Regions from separate parts of the Sus scrofa genome. Here all the other regions are linked to region 2. The links are chromatin contacts, called in public Hi-C and HiChIP or PLAC-seq maps. All regions are on one chromosome and are shown on one strand. Each heading gives the region's core, a stretch centred on a gene start, on an enhancer-like site or on the middle of the called end of the contact. The rest is flanking DNA. Distances are from core to core; before and after follow the strand shown. Region 1 has its middle 110 kb from the start of TGFBR2. Region 2 overlaps TGFBR2 (TGF-beta receptor type-2). Region 3 has its middle 90 kb from the start of TGFBR2.

Region 1 (4,047 bases), core at 896-3,395, 160 kb before region 2:
GCACTCATTGTCTTTCACATTGTGAGATATTTTAGAATACTTTCTCAGTATATCTTGAAGGAAAATAGTTTTTCTCTGATTTCCTAAAGTGTCTGTAGGATAAAAATAAGTCATGGACTAAAAAATAACTTTGGTAATTAATAAACATGTCCAAACTTGCTTTTGTTGTTCCTTTGTGTAAATGGTTATAACTTATGATGAACAGTTAGCATGGCCCTCGTTTCCAAAGGGACTGTTGCCAAGTTGCTTCCTTCCAGGGAAAAAAAAAAAAAACTCTAAAAATAAAATCCATCAGTGAAATACCTTGGAACTCTTACTATTGTTCACCTTATAACCCATCATTTCTGTAAAATATTTCCACTCTAAGACCAGAAATTAGGTTGTCATTTTGCAGAATAGGGTCTAGAGGCACAATGGCACAATTTTACTTCATACATTCCCTTATTTATTGTGTTTTTTTTTAATGTTACACAAAATAGGATGGTAGAAGGTAGATAGATTAGTGGATTAAGAGTCTAAAAATCTGTATTTTGCAATATGCTAGTTGAAGGACTTTTTGTAAGGGATTGAACATCAATGGTGGTAAGATGTAGTGTAGCGTGCTGGAGAGGGATGCAAGAACAAAGGGAAGTAGGTCCAAGTCACAGCTTTGCTACTAGATGGTACTATTGCCTAAAGCTCTTCCTCTTCCCCTTTCGAGAGGTTCAATTTTTTATCCTTTCAATTAGAGAGGAGCTCTCAGTAATCTCTTGCACTCCATCCAGCCCTGTGATTCCCTGCAGAGGTGCCATGAATGAGGTAAATATGTTCAATATTGATTTGCGGAATTTTAAGAATTTCAAATCACCCAACAAAACTCAACATAAAAAAGGAAATCCAGAGAGTTCCCATCATGGCTCAGCAGAAATGAATCTGACTAGGAACCATGAGGTTACAGGTTCAATCCCTGGGCTCGCTCAGTAAGTTAAGGATCTGGCATTGCCACAAGCTGTGGTAAAGGTCACAGATGTGGCTCAGATCTGGCATTGCTGTAGCTGTGGTATAGGCTGGCAGCTGTAGCTCTGTTAGACCCCTAGCCTGGTAACCTCCATGTGCAGTGGGTGTGGCCCTAAAAAAAAGCCAAAAAAACCTGTAAACCCAGAGGCTGTGGTATATATACACAACGGAATATTATTCAGCCATTAAAAAGTATGCAATATTGGCACTGCAACAACATGGAGAGACCTAAAGATGATCATACTAAGTGAAAAAAGTCAGACAGAAAAAGACAAATACACCATGACATCATTTATATATGTAATCTCAAATATGACACAAATGAAATTATCTGTGAAACAGAAACAGACTAACAGACATAGAGAACAGACTTGTGGTTGCCAAGGGGGATGGAGCTTGGAAGAGGGATGGATGGGGAGTTTGGGATTAGCAGATGCAAACTATTACATATAGGATGGATAAACAACAAGGCCTTGCTGTAGAACACAGAGAAGTAGATTCAATATCCTGTGATAACCCACAATGGAAAAGAATATGAAAAAGAATATATATAGGAAAGAATGCATATACATATGAAAAAGAATATATATGTACACATATATATAACTGAATCACTTTGCTGTGCAGCAGAAATTAACACAACATTGTAAATCAAATAGACTTACATCAAAATTTTTAAGTGAATCCAGTTACTTCTTCCTAAAACTTGTAGCTGTCCACAACAGAGTGGCTCCATTTTCATTTCCCAAGTAATGGCCACATATAGATCAAGAAGTGAAATGAGTAAAAAAGCAGATGGTTTGGCACATTTTCTCTCTTCCCAATACTCAACTTCCGCTCATTGCAGTGAAAGTCCTATTTGCTTAGGGAATAAGAGATCAGCCTTGAGGATCCCAAGCAGCTATCCAGTCAAGGTCACTGAAAGGACAGAGGACAGCCAAGGTAAACAATTCAAAACTCCCTATGCTTATTTTTAGTTTGAAGTCTCAGCCTACTTTCTTATTTTCTTTCCAAAGTGCTTCCGCATAATCTGATTCTGATTACTAAATTAATGAGGAAATTTTGAGGTTTGGCCTTTGTTCACCAGTCTTGCTCAGGACTGTCCCATCCTCTGGTCCAAGGCATGCCATTTAATGTTCTTGAAATGCGATCCCCTTCTATCTGCAAAAGGAGTAGTTGTTCTCTACTCACCAAGAAGGATTAACACGCCCTGGGGTATGGACTCTTGCATTATTATTTATTGCATTATTATTTACCATCTATATAAATCAAAGCATCCCAAGAAATATTACATGTTGCACAAGTTATAAACTTACAAAACTAATAAACAAAAAGCACACAGCTGAGAGCAGCTGTTAACATTTTCCTTTGGGGCCCTGTATAGAACCCAGCAAATAAATAAGAATTCAATGATTTCCCTATAACTTAGCAGTAGGTGGCACTAAAAAAATCTGTGTTTTCTAAACCTGGTATATTCTATAGAATTTGTTAAATTCCCACCCTTTGGGCCCCTTATGTGAATTCAATATCACCGACTAAATGAAACTTGTGGCCAGGGGTCTTTTTCACTCACCTTATGCAATGAATGAGGCCAAGCCCTAGGCTTCAGAGACAGCTAATGACACTTAGAATTTTAAACCTCCTGCCTAATTACAGTCATGTTCCAGACATAGCACTCACCCTAACCTGCTCTGGAATCACAGGGTCAGTGCCAAAGCTGGATTTGTGGGAGGCAGAGTGGCAGTGTGGATTATCAGCAAGTGGAGGGAGGGAAAACTGGGGAGTGTGCCCAGGACATGCTCTGCTTTTCACTCCTCCCACAGGCATGTCTTTGTTATGACCCTGTGTGTCAAATGTAATTTCTGTTGTTAGAGGAGAAAGAAAGCAAGGAATGGAATGAGCAAGGAGAGAGAGCTATTAAAAAAATCTTTCATGAACCAGGCTCCCTGCTAAACCCTAGAGGCATGAAGATGGATAAAAGGCATGTTTGTAACTTTGTGATTCCACTAGTCTAATAGTGGAGGCAATATGTGTTCAAGATAATTATAAGAGTGTGATCAATTCAATTAGAGACACACAATGACTTCACTTTGTCCTCCCATTTATACTGGAATCACATGGAGTTCCCTTCGTGGCTCAGAGGTTAGAGAACCCGACTAGCATCCATGAGGACGTGGGTTCAATCCCTGGCCTCACTCAGTGGGTTAAGGATCTGGTGTTGTGGTGAGCTGTGGTGTAGGTCGCAGACTCCACTCGGATCCCGAGTTACTATGGCTGTGGCATAGCTGGTGGTACAGCTCTGATTATACCCCTAGCCTGGGAACCTCCATATACCATGGGTGCAGCCCTAAAAAGACAAAAAGACTATATATATAGGAATCACATAATATATGCACTAAGACCCTGAGTTTCAAGTCCATGGCTGTCTCTGGCTATGTGCATGCCCTTCTTTAATTACCAAAGCCTGTTTGGTGGCTTGGTCTTCGGTATCTACACCTATGACATGGGGGTGGGAAAGGGAGTAGCAGTCACATCTACATTATAGAGATGATTGTTAGGTACTAAGCAAAATAATATACGCAAATGTTTGGAATACAATAAGGGCTCAATAAATTCTAAGCTCTTTCTATGAGCACCCCTACTTTACAGATAAGCAAACAGGCCCCATCTGTGCAGAGGCTTATATATGAGTAGCAAGAACAGGACTTGAGTCCATATCCAATACTGAGCCCAAAGCCCTTCCCTGTGTGTAAGGAACAGGACAATTAAATGATTTGTGACTCAAGCCAAGTGTTTTGTCCTGAGAGGCACATTGCTAGGCTCCAGAATTTTCTCTCCACATTTATCACTGGTGTTGAAGCTTTTCCCTGCCTTCCTTCAGTGGCTCTAAGAGTTTCCAAATATCATAGCCTATATCTTCATGTGCTCATAAAAGAGCAAGATTTGAGACTGACCCTAAGCCGGGGGCGGGAGGGTGGCAGTGAGTCAGAACAATATGCATTTTTCCCTCCATCAATATTCCTTATTCCATAATGAGATCCGGCATGTGAA
Region 2 (3,668 bases), core at 1,080-3,579:
ATCTTTTTGTCAATTCTTTGTTCAGTGGGAAGACAGTGCAGCATAAAGTTGAGGCAGAACAGGGAGCGGTGACTGGAGAACCCAAGTCTCTGCAGCTCTCCCACTTAGTCACTCTGTGCGTTGGGAGGAGTTACATGAATTCTCCAGCCTCAGTTCTCTACCAAGAGTGAATGATCCCGGACCTTAGAAAGAACTGAAAGCATCTTGATGTAGGTGAACTCAGACTCAGGACCAGCTGTCATTGAAAAAGCGTTTTATTATTTCAGAACTTTTAAGAGCAAGAGAAAACTCCTGGACAGCTCAATGACCTGGTCTGAGTTTCTTAACATCTCTGCAGCTCTGTTTTCTCCTCTCCCCTCCAGAGGTGAAAACAGCAGTTCCTTACCCCCAACCTCAGCAGATCAGTCTTGGCATTCTCCCTGCACTGGGCCCTTGGAGAGTGGGGAGGGCATTCAGACTTGCCTTTGTGTCCATCTATCCTTGTAAAAGCCCACAGGTCTCGTGATTCTCGAACCCATTCACTCACTGGAAACACCTAGGGGTGGGTCTGAGGTGCTGAGTGAGCCCCAGGCCACACCCACGCAATGCTGATGAATTGGTGTCACTTGTGGTTCGGGTGGGGCCATGTTTAAAAAGCAAGGCAATCACTGCTTTAGAGGCAGAGCCTGCATCTAATTCCACCTCTGGAACTGCCGAGGGGGGACCCCTTCCAGGGCCCCAGAGTGGGGCTGGAGTCTAACCCCAGGAAATGAAACTGCCCAGAGGAGACACGTGTGACCTGACCAAGCCAAAGATCATACTGGAAAGGGGCACCTGGGTGGAGGGCAGCAGGTAAGGGAACCCAGGAGGACTGCTCTGCTCCATGGCTCACAGTCACCTGAGTGCAATTTTTGTGAGGATAAATGAGTTTATTCATGTAGGGAACTTAGTTCCAGGCACAGAGCAATATGCAGTAAATTTCAGCTGAAAATAGTTACTGTTGTTCTGGTAGATTCAAATGCCTCCTCTTTGGGTTTTGTCAGATGAGGGAGGTACTTTGCAGTAAATTCCTTCAGCTGACTGGTGTGTAGGTACCATCCATTCTCTTGGTACCTGTGAATCCGAGGGACATACTCACTGGAAAGTGCACCGTTGAGGAAACTCTTCTCTGCATTGTACCATCACCTTGCTGAGGGAGCTGGGAGAAACTTCAGTCAGTTCTCTGCCCTGGAACGTTTTCTCCCCTCAGGAGGACATACTTGCTTCTGATCTTAAGGACACTCGGAGGCATATCTAGCAGGGGTCTGCAGACTTCTTTGCTAAAGGACCAGTTACAAAAATATCTTTGGCTTTGCAAGCCACAGAGCCTCACTGCAGCTGCTGCTGGATCTGTAAACAAGGGGACGAGACAGTGTTCCAATAAAATTTTATTTGCAAACAAGGCTTCAACCCCTGATGTAGATGACCACGTTGTGTTGTTGCATTTCTTCCTGCAACGCTAACTACCAGAAAAGCGTGAGTTATGCTTCTAGCAAGCATGTGAGCATGCATTTTGTACACTGACATCACCCCTGCTTGCCAGTGTTCCTTTATGGACCTTCCATTTGTCTGGATTCTAGCTCCTGCTTGAATTTCTTTTGGCTCCCTCCACTACATGCCCATCTCTGGGTTGCATGAGATTTTTCTTTTTTTACAGGATGGAATGAGCAGTAAATATGTCAGTTATTTCTAATTAGAAACCAGGACTCTAGAAACCACTCTGTCTCAAAGTTCACCCTACATGGTTAAGTAGAAAGTGCCCATCACCCAGAACATGCTCCTTGAGACCCTGAGTCTGCCTGCAGGGCCACAGTAGCGCAGGCGCATGCTCCCCACCTGGGAGGCTGGGAGCACTGAGTCTGGGACTCAAGCAGCCACAAAGTTTCTTTCTTTCCTCCCTCATTGTTGTCGAGTTTCTTTTAAATGAAAACAGCCTCTTTGGTTTGCAAGCCTAAAGCTGGCAGGAAGACAAATGATTTTTTTTTTTTTTTTTTTTTTTTTTTTTACAGTATCAGACACGCGGTTTCCTGTCTCTGTTTAACTCGCTAGCAGAACATCTCAGCCAGCTGGTTCCCTCTGGACCTGTTGTGACCTTAATAACGTTGCTTCCCGCCATCCAGCAGGCGTACTCCCGGTGTGGATCACGTGCCTGGGGTGTTTTATGGACTCAGCTGGGTTTCTGAGATGGGGAGGGCTTGGATGTGCTGGCCTCTTTCTCTCAAATCTCATTTTGTGTGTTTTGCTCCAGCCTCCGGCAGCTGCCTTCGTAAGGGAAGCTCTGGGTTCTTGCGTGTAAGAAATCAGCAGAATGATGGTGCTGTTGGTGTGTGGCCTTTGAACTGTGCTCTCACAGCTCAAAATAGCTGGCTCACCACTTGTGCCTTTTTGTTTCTAAAGAAACATGCCAGATTTACTTTCTGGTCTCATTGCAAAAGAAAAAAAAAAAGTGTGGCAATACGGAGGAGAAAAGTTGTTAGAAGAGGAAGAAAATTGCGGATTAAAAGTCACCCATCTCATTCTGGGGAATAGAAATCAGTTATTTGAGGGGATGACTCAGGACTGAAGGAGCCTTGGGTGGAGAATGAGTTAGGTTAGAAGCATCCTCTGCATCTGGGAACTTGGCCCGTGTCTGGCCAAGGAAATAATAAAGATCATACATGCTGGAGGGCTCTGACTCAGCCGAGTGAAGCTTAGCATGCATTTCTAGTGTCTTCAGGCAAAGCAACTGGTTTTTGTGGATTTTTATTTTCCCTAAGCAACAAAGTAAACAAAGATGTTCTGAGGCCAGATGTGGTTGCCGGCTGTGAATATTTCTACCCTTGAACCTCACTCTGACGTGAATCGCAGTAGTGTGGGATCCATTAAGGACACAGTCTGTTTCGAATCCCATCCCCTGGATGTGAGTAGCCAATAAAACAGTTGGACCAGTGAGGCTGGCGTTGCTGCCAGGCTGTGGTCAGCCATCTCTCATCTCACAGCTGCCTCCTTGTGTTCTGTAAACAACACACAGATGGGTGACAGCAAAAAGGGTCCAGGAGACTGTTTGCTACTTGACAAGTACCTCAGTGTCCCACCAGTGGAAAAACACCTGGGAGCTAACTAACCTCTGGGAAACTGACCCTTGTTTCCGCCCGTCCTGAACTCCAAGGCTTGTATTTACCTCCAGTTGGACGTCTGGCTCACTTGCTTCTGGAAAACCTTTTCTGATCCTCAGATAACTCTTGCATGCAGCTAAAATAGCAATGTTTCCAGCAATAATTATGCCTTCAAAACTAATTTATTGAAGTATAGTTGATTTACATTCACAATGTGTTAGTTTCAGGTGTACAACACAGTGACTCAGAATATATATATATATATATAATATGAAATTATTTCTCATGTTCTTTTCCATTATGGTTTATCGCAGGATACTGAATAGAGTTCCCTGTGCTCTACAGTAGGACCTTGTTGTTTATGCATCCGATATATGCTAGTTTGCCTCTTCTAACCCTAAACTCCTAGTCCTTCCCTCTCCCACCCAGTCCTCTCCCTTGGCAACCACAAGTCTGTTCTCTATTTCTGTGAGTCTATTTCTGTTTTATAGATAAGTTTATCTGCCATATTTTAGATTTCACACATTATTAACTTTTAAAGAAATCAAATTTGCA
Region 3 (4,075 bases), core at 711-3,210, 140 kb before region 2:
AATAATCAAGGTCACTGAGATGGGCATATCAATTTTATTTCCTCTTCCAGCATCAAGTTCTGTTCTGACACAAACATTCTAATGTGGATTAAATTTGAAATGCAGAAATAATTTTTTTATAAAGATATGTTTATATAACAGAGGCTGTTGTCTCCGGCCACAGCACCAGGTTACTTGAGAGCAGGTTCTGAGCTATCATGTAACTGGAAGGTTTTTCTGTCTGGCAATCCCTTGTCTGTCAGGTTACTTGAGTTCCTGCTCGTGATACAACTCGGGCTAAGCTGAGGGCACCAAGATCACAGAGCAGAGCCACTGGTTCACCTGGAAACCATTCCTCTGTGTGTTCAACACAGTTCCCTCCCCTTGTCCCTGATTTCCAGGCAAGTTATCTTTCAACAGCAGTGGGGAAAAGTTCCCATCGAAAGCAATTCAATTTCTTAAATTGTGATGATCACTTACGTTTATGAAACCAAATTACAGCTAGTCGTTCACCTTTCACAATGAAATCATTCTATTCAAAAAATGGCAGGTAATGTCTTGGATTTTGTTTAATATCTTGGCTCACTCTAAAGACCTCGTCCATTCAGGAATTACCCTAAATCTAGGAAGCAAATGCTAAGGCTCCCAAACCTGGATTCTCTCATTGAGAACTCCGTCATCCCACGACTGCCACTCCATCCCATGAATGTCTCCATCTCATTTGTTTCACTGTAACTCATATGATACTGAGAATGAAATGATTAAACCATCACTGACTGTGACATGCCTGCAAAGGGAATGACACAGAAAGGAGTTCTACGGGACAGTGCAAAGTCCATTTCAAGTTCAAGAGGACTCCCTGCACTAATGCAGCTCTCAGATCCTAGATCACATCTGCATCTGGGATGATGTACCCAGGAACCAGGGTCGAAGAATGGGAAACAACACATGCAGTTTAAAGAGTTAATAATGACTTGACTTTAAGGTTTGTTAAGATTTGATTAGCACTCTTTAGACTGTAAGACACTTAAATCCAGCTCAAAACTTGTTTAGTTGGAGAGGGGAAGGGACTTTTTATACTAAAAAGTCCAAGGCTACCCTTTCCCCTCCTGGTGGTAAGATGGCCACCACCTTTCTCTGAGTGTTCTTCATTAGGTACCAAAGAACATCTCTTTCCTAGAATTATGATAAAAAGTCCCAAATGGACTGCTTAGCAATATACACTTTTCCCTTGCCAGCTAGAATGATGTGAAGCTTTACCAGTAGAAGGTGCTGGAGGGTCCCCAGAGAGGGAATGGGCTTCTTTTCCTAGTCCCAGCCTACTTGAGTTTTTCTTGCTCCTGTTGTATGGGGCTGACACACAGGACACTCAGTGGAGGTAACCCCCTTGGGTGGCTTTCCAGCAGGGAGATCCTTGGAACAAACCCTGCGGGCAGCTTCCTGTCAACCTCTGGAATTAACACAGCAGGCTTCCTCAGAGTGGGTTCCACAGGGTGCCACAGCTCACTTATCATCAGCTTCCTGGTAACAGTTTCCTCGTGTCCCCACTGGCTAAACAAAACCATTCCAGCTTGACTCCCAGCAAGTTTCACAGCAACCCCTGCAGGCAGATTTCTGGTGAAACTCATAAGTACCCCTAGTAGATGGTTCTCTGCTTGCAGGTGGTCCCACCCAGGCTGGCTCAGTTGTAGTCTGAGTACTCTAAGGAACCTCACCGTTCCATGGCTACAATTCTCTCCAGTGGGGTGTGCATCCTGGCCTGGGGAAATTTTTCTATCTAAGTTTGTTTCTTCCTTGGGTATTCTTCCTCAGCCCTAGAATGTTCTTTAGATTTCTCTTCTCTTTTTAGTTAATTCCCTGAGATCATTAATAATAATAAATCTTCCTGTTCAAATTACCCTGCTTCCTGTTTGGATGCTGACTAATATACCAGAGATGCTGATGACTCAGACTGACCACAGATTCACTGCTAACCTCATATCTGTAACTAAAGAAACAACAGTGAGCTTGATAGTCAAGCATGGGTCTGGGTCCTGTCCTAAAGCCACAGGCTACAGTCAGAGACTCCTACACTATATGGGCTGAGAACAGAGAAGGGTGGTTTCCCAAAGATAAATTGTGAAGGATGTATGGGGTGAGGGGAGCATGAATAGCACAATCCATCTGAAAGAATATGTGCTTAAGCGAAAAAAAAAATAAAATAAAAAAAGAGAATGAGACTTAATATCAGAGTCCTGAAGCAAAAAGCAGACATTTCAACTCAGAAGAACACAGTTGACAAAAGTAAGGTAAATCCCATAAGAAAGAATCTGGACCAGAAAAGAGGCCATTCTTTAGCACCCCCAAAAAGCAAGGTTCCCAGCAATTTCTGAGAGAAGAAAAATTAAAGACAGGGACCATCAATAGAGGAATGGAGAAGGGAGGTGTGGTACATATATACAATGGAATATTACTCAGCCATTAAAAAGAATGAAATAATGCCATTCACAGCAACATGGATGGACATAGAGATTATCATACTAAGTGAAGTAAATCAGGCAGAGAAAGACAAATACCAAATGATATCACTAATATGTGGAATCTAATAAAAAATGATTCCAAAGAACTTATTCACAAAATAGAAACATACTCAAAGATTTCAAAACCAAACTTTTGGTTACCAAAGGGAAAATGCTACGGGGAAGGGAAAAATTAGGAATTTGGGATTAACATATATACACTAATAAATAGAAAATAGACAAGTAACAAGTAACTATATAACAGAGACCCCTACTCAGTGTTCTGTAATAACCTATATGGGAAAAGAATCTGAAAAAGAATGGATATATGTATATGCATAACTGATTAACTCTTCTGTAGAACTGGAACTTATATTGTAAGTCAACTCTACTCCAATAAAATAAATTTAAAAAAAAAAAAGAAGAAGATCCAGGAACCAAAGTCAAGTACAGTCTTGTTGAAAAGGGGATAAATTGCTCACCTAAAAAGTTCAGAATTTAGGCAAAATTTAAGCAATATCAGATCCCTCAGCTCAAAAGTATAAGCAAGGATACATTTCCTGTTATCTTTTTGCCTTGTTTTTCATAGTGCCGGCTTCGTCCTGACCTTGGCTTCCCTTTTATTTTTCAAATGGTGGTCAGCAGCTCCCAGGTTATTCGGCTTCTTGGTCCAGAAAGAAACTAAAAGCATCTTTGACCCAGATTTCCCAGCAAAATCCTGAGAATTTTTTTTTTGGTCCAGGCCAACATGTGGAAGTTCCCAGGCTAGGAATCAAACCCGTGCCACAGCAGTGACAATGCTGGATTTGTAACCACTAGGCCACCAGGAAACTCCCTGAGACTCAGATTTCTTGTTTGACCAGACTTATTCATAAATCCATTCTTGAACCACTGACTGAGACCAGGGGCAAGAAAAACACTAATTGGCTCAGCCTATATGATACATTTTGTGCCTAAAAACCAAAAGCAGCACAAAGATTATTGGAAGTATACCACGCAAACTAGGAAGTCAACCAACAGATGTACTTACAGGAATTAATTAACGACCCTCTTATTGACCTCTTAAACTAACTCAAATGAACTCCTAACACACCTGTTATACTTACTGTATTTGTCATCATACATACAACTCCTCTACTAGATTATATGAAGCTTTCTTCAAAGATGGGAAATGGTCTTTGTTTATTATTTTGCTGCTGGGGAATAAACAGTAGAAGCTTAATGAAAGTTTGAATGAATAAATTATCTTAAACATTATGCATGATCAAAGAGTTCCAACTTCATTCTGTAGACAATAAGGGTGTTGATAGAATAGAATCATACTCTAAGGTGCTTTAAAACCAGCAATGGTGAAAAAAAAAGTGGAAGCGGAAAAACCAGAATGGAGGCTATCATAATTGACCAAGCAGTTGATTACAAGACTAATCTAGAGCAAAGCCAGCAGAGATGAAGAACAAAAGTTTCTTGAGAAATTTCAGAGGTGTGATAGATAGACCTTGATGATTAATATAAAGTCCAAAGAAGAGGGAAAAGTTGAAACAATTCAAATTTCTAGCTTGAGTCACTAGGGGAAGTGACCGAGAGAAAAACAGAAAACA

Evidence for each region. A called contact is a pair of places that touch in the nucleus more often than the background predicts. HiChIP or PLAC-seq counts read pairs in DNA pulled down with a chosen protein or histone mark.
Region 1: a Hi-C map of skeletal muscle shows a contact between it and region 2, with 1.9 times the contacts expected there. The contact joins two enhancer-like sites. A contact is called at or near these places in 3 of 47 Hi-C or Micro-C datasets (embryonic fibroblasts and skeletal muscle) and 2 of 2 datasets of contacts at active chromatin or transcription factors (alveolar macrophages and skeletal muscle).
Region 3: an H3K27ac HiChIP or PLAC-seq map of alveolar macrophages shows a contact between it and region 2. The contact joins two enhancer-like sites. A contact is called at or near these places in 1 of 47 Hi-C or Micro-C datasets (embryonic fibroblasts) and 1 of 2 datasets of contacts at active chromatin or transcription factors (alveolar macrophages).

What each region holds. Positions count from the first base shown.
Region 1 is chr13:16,676,081-16,680,127 of Sscrofa11.1, forward strand. No RefSeq gene overlaps it. Among named protein-coding and RNA genes, the nearest start is that of TGFBR2, 110 kb to the right of the region's middle. Within about 2 kb of position 2,146, at least 10 of the 83 cell types and tissues checked have an H3K27ac peak or open chromatin away from gene starts, as enhancers often do. A contact at or near this core is called in skeletal muscle, where this site is marked.
Region 2 is chr13:16,832,167-16,835,834 of Sscrofa11.1, forward strand. All of the region lies in intron 3 of TGFBR2 (TGF-beta receptor type-2), which reads left to right. Among named protein-coding and RNA genes, the nearest start is that of TGFBR2, 50 kb to the left of the region's middle. Within about 2 kb of position 2,330, at least 53 of the 83 cell types and tissues checked have an H3K27ac peak or open chromatin away from gene starts, as enhancers often do. A contact at or near this core is called in alveolar macrophages, embryonic fibroblasts and skeletal muscle, where this site is marked.
Region 3 is chr13:16,692,796-16,696,870 of Sscrofa11.1, forward strand. No RefSeq gene overlaps it. Among named protein-coding and RNA genes, the nearest start is that of TGFBR2, 90 kb to the right of the region's middle. Within about 2 kb of position 1,961, at least 14 of the 83 cell types and tissues checked have an H3K27ac peak or open chromatin away from gene starts, as enhancers often do. A contact at or near this core is called in alveolar macrophages and embryonic fibroblasts, where this site is marked.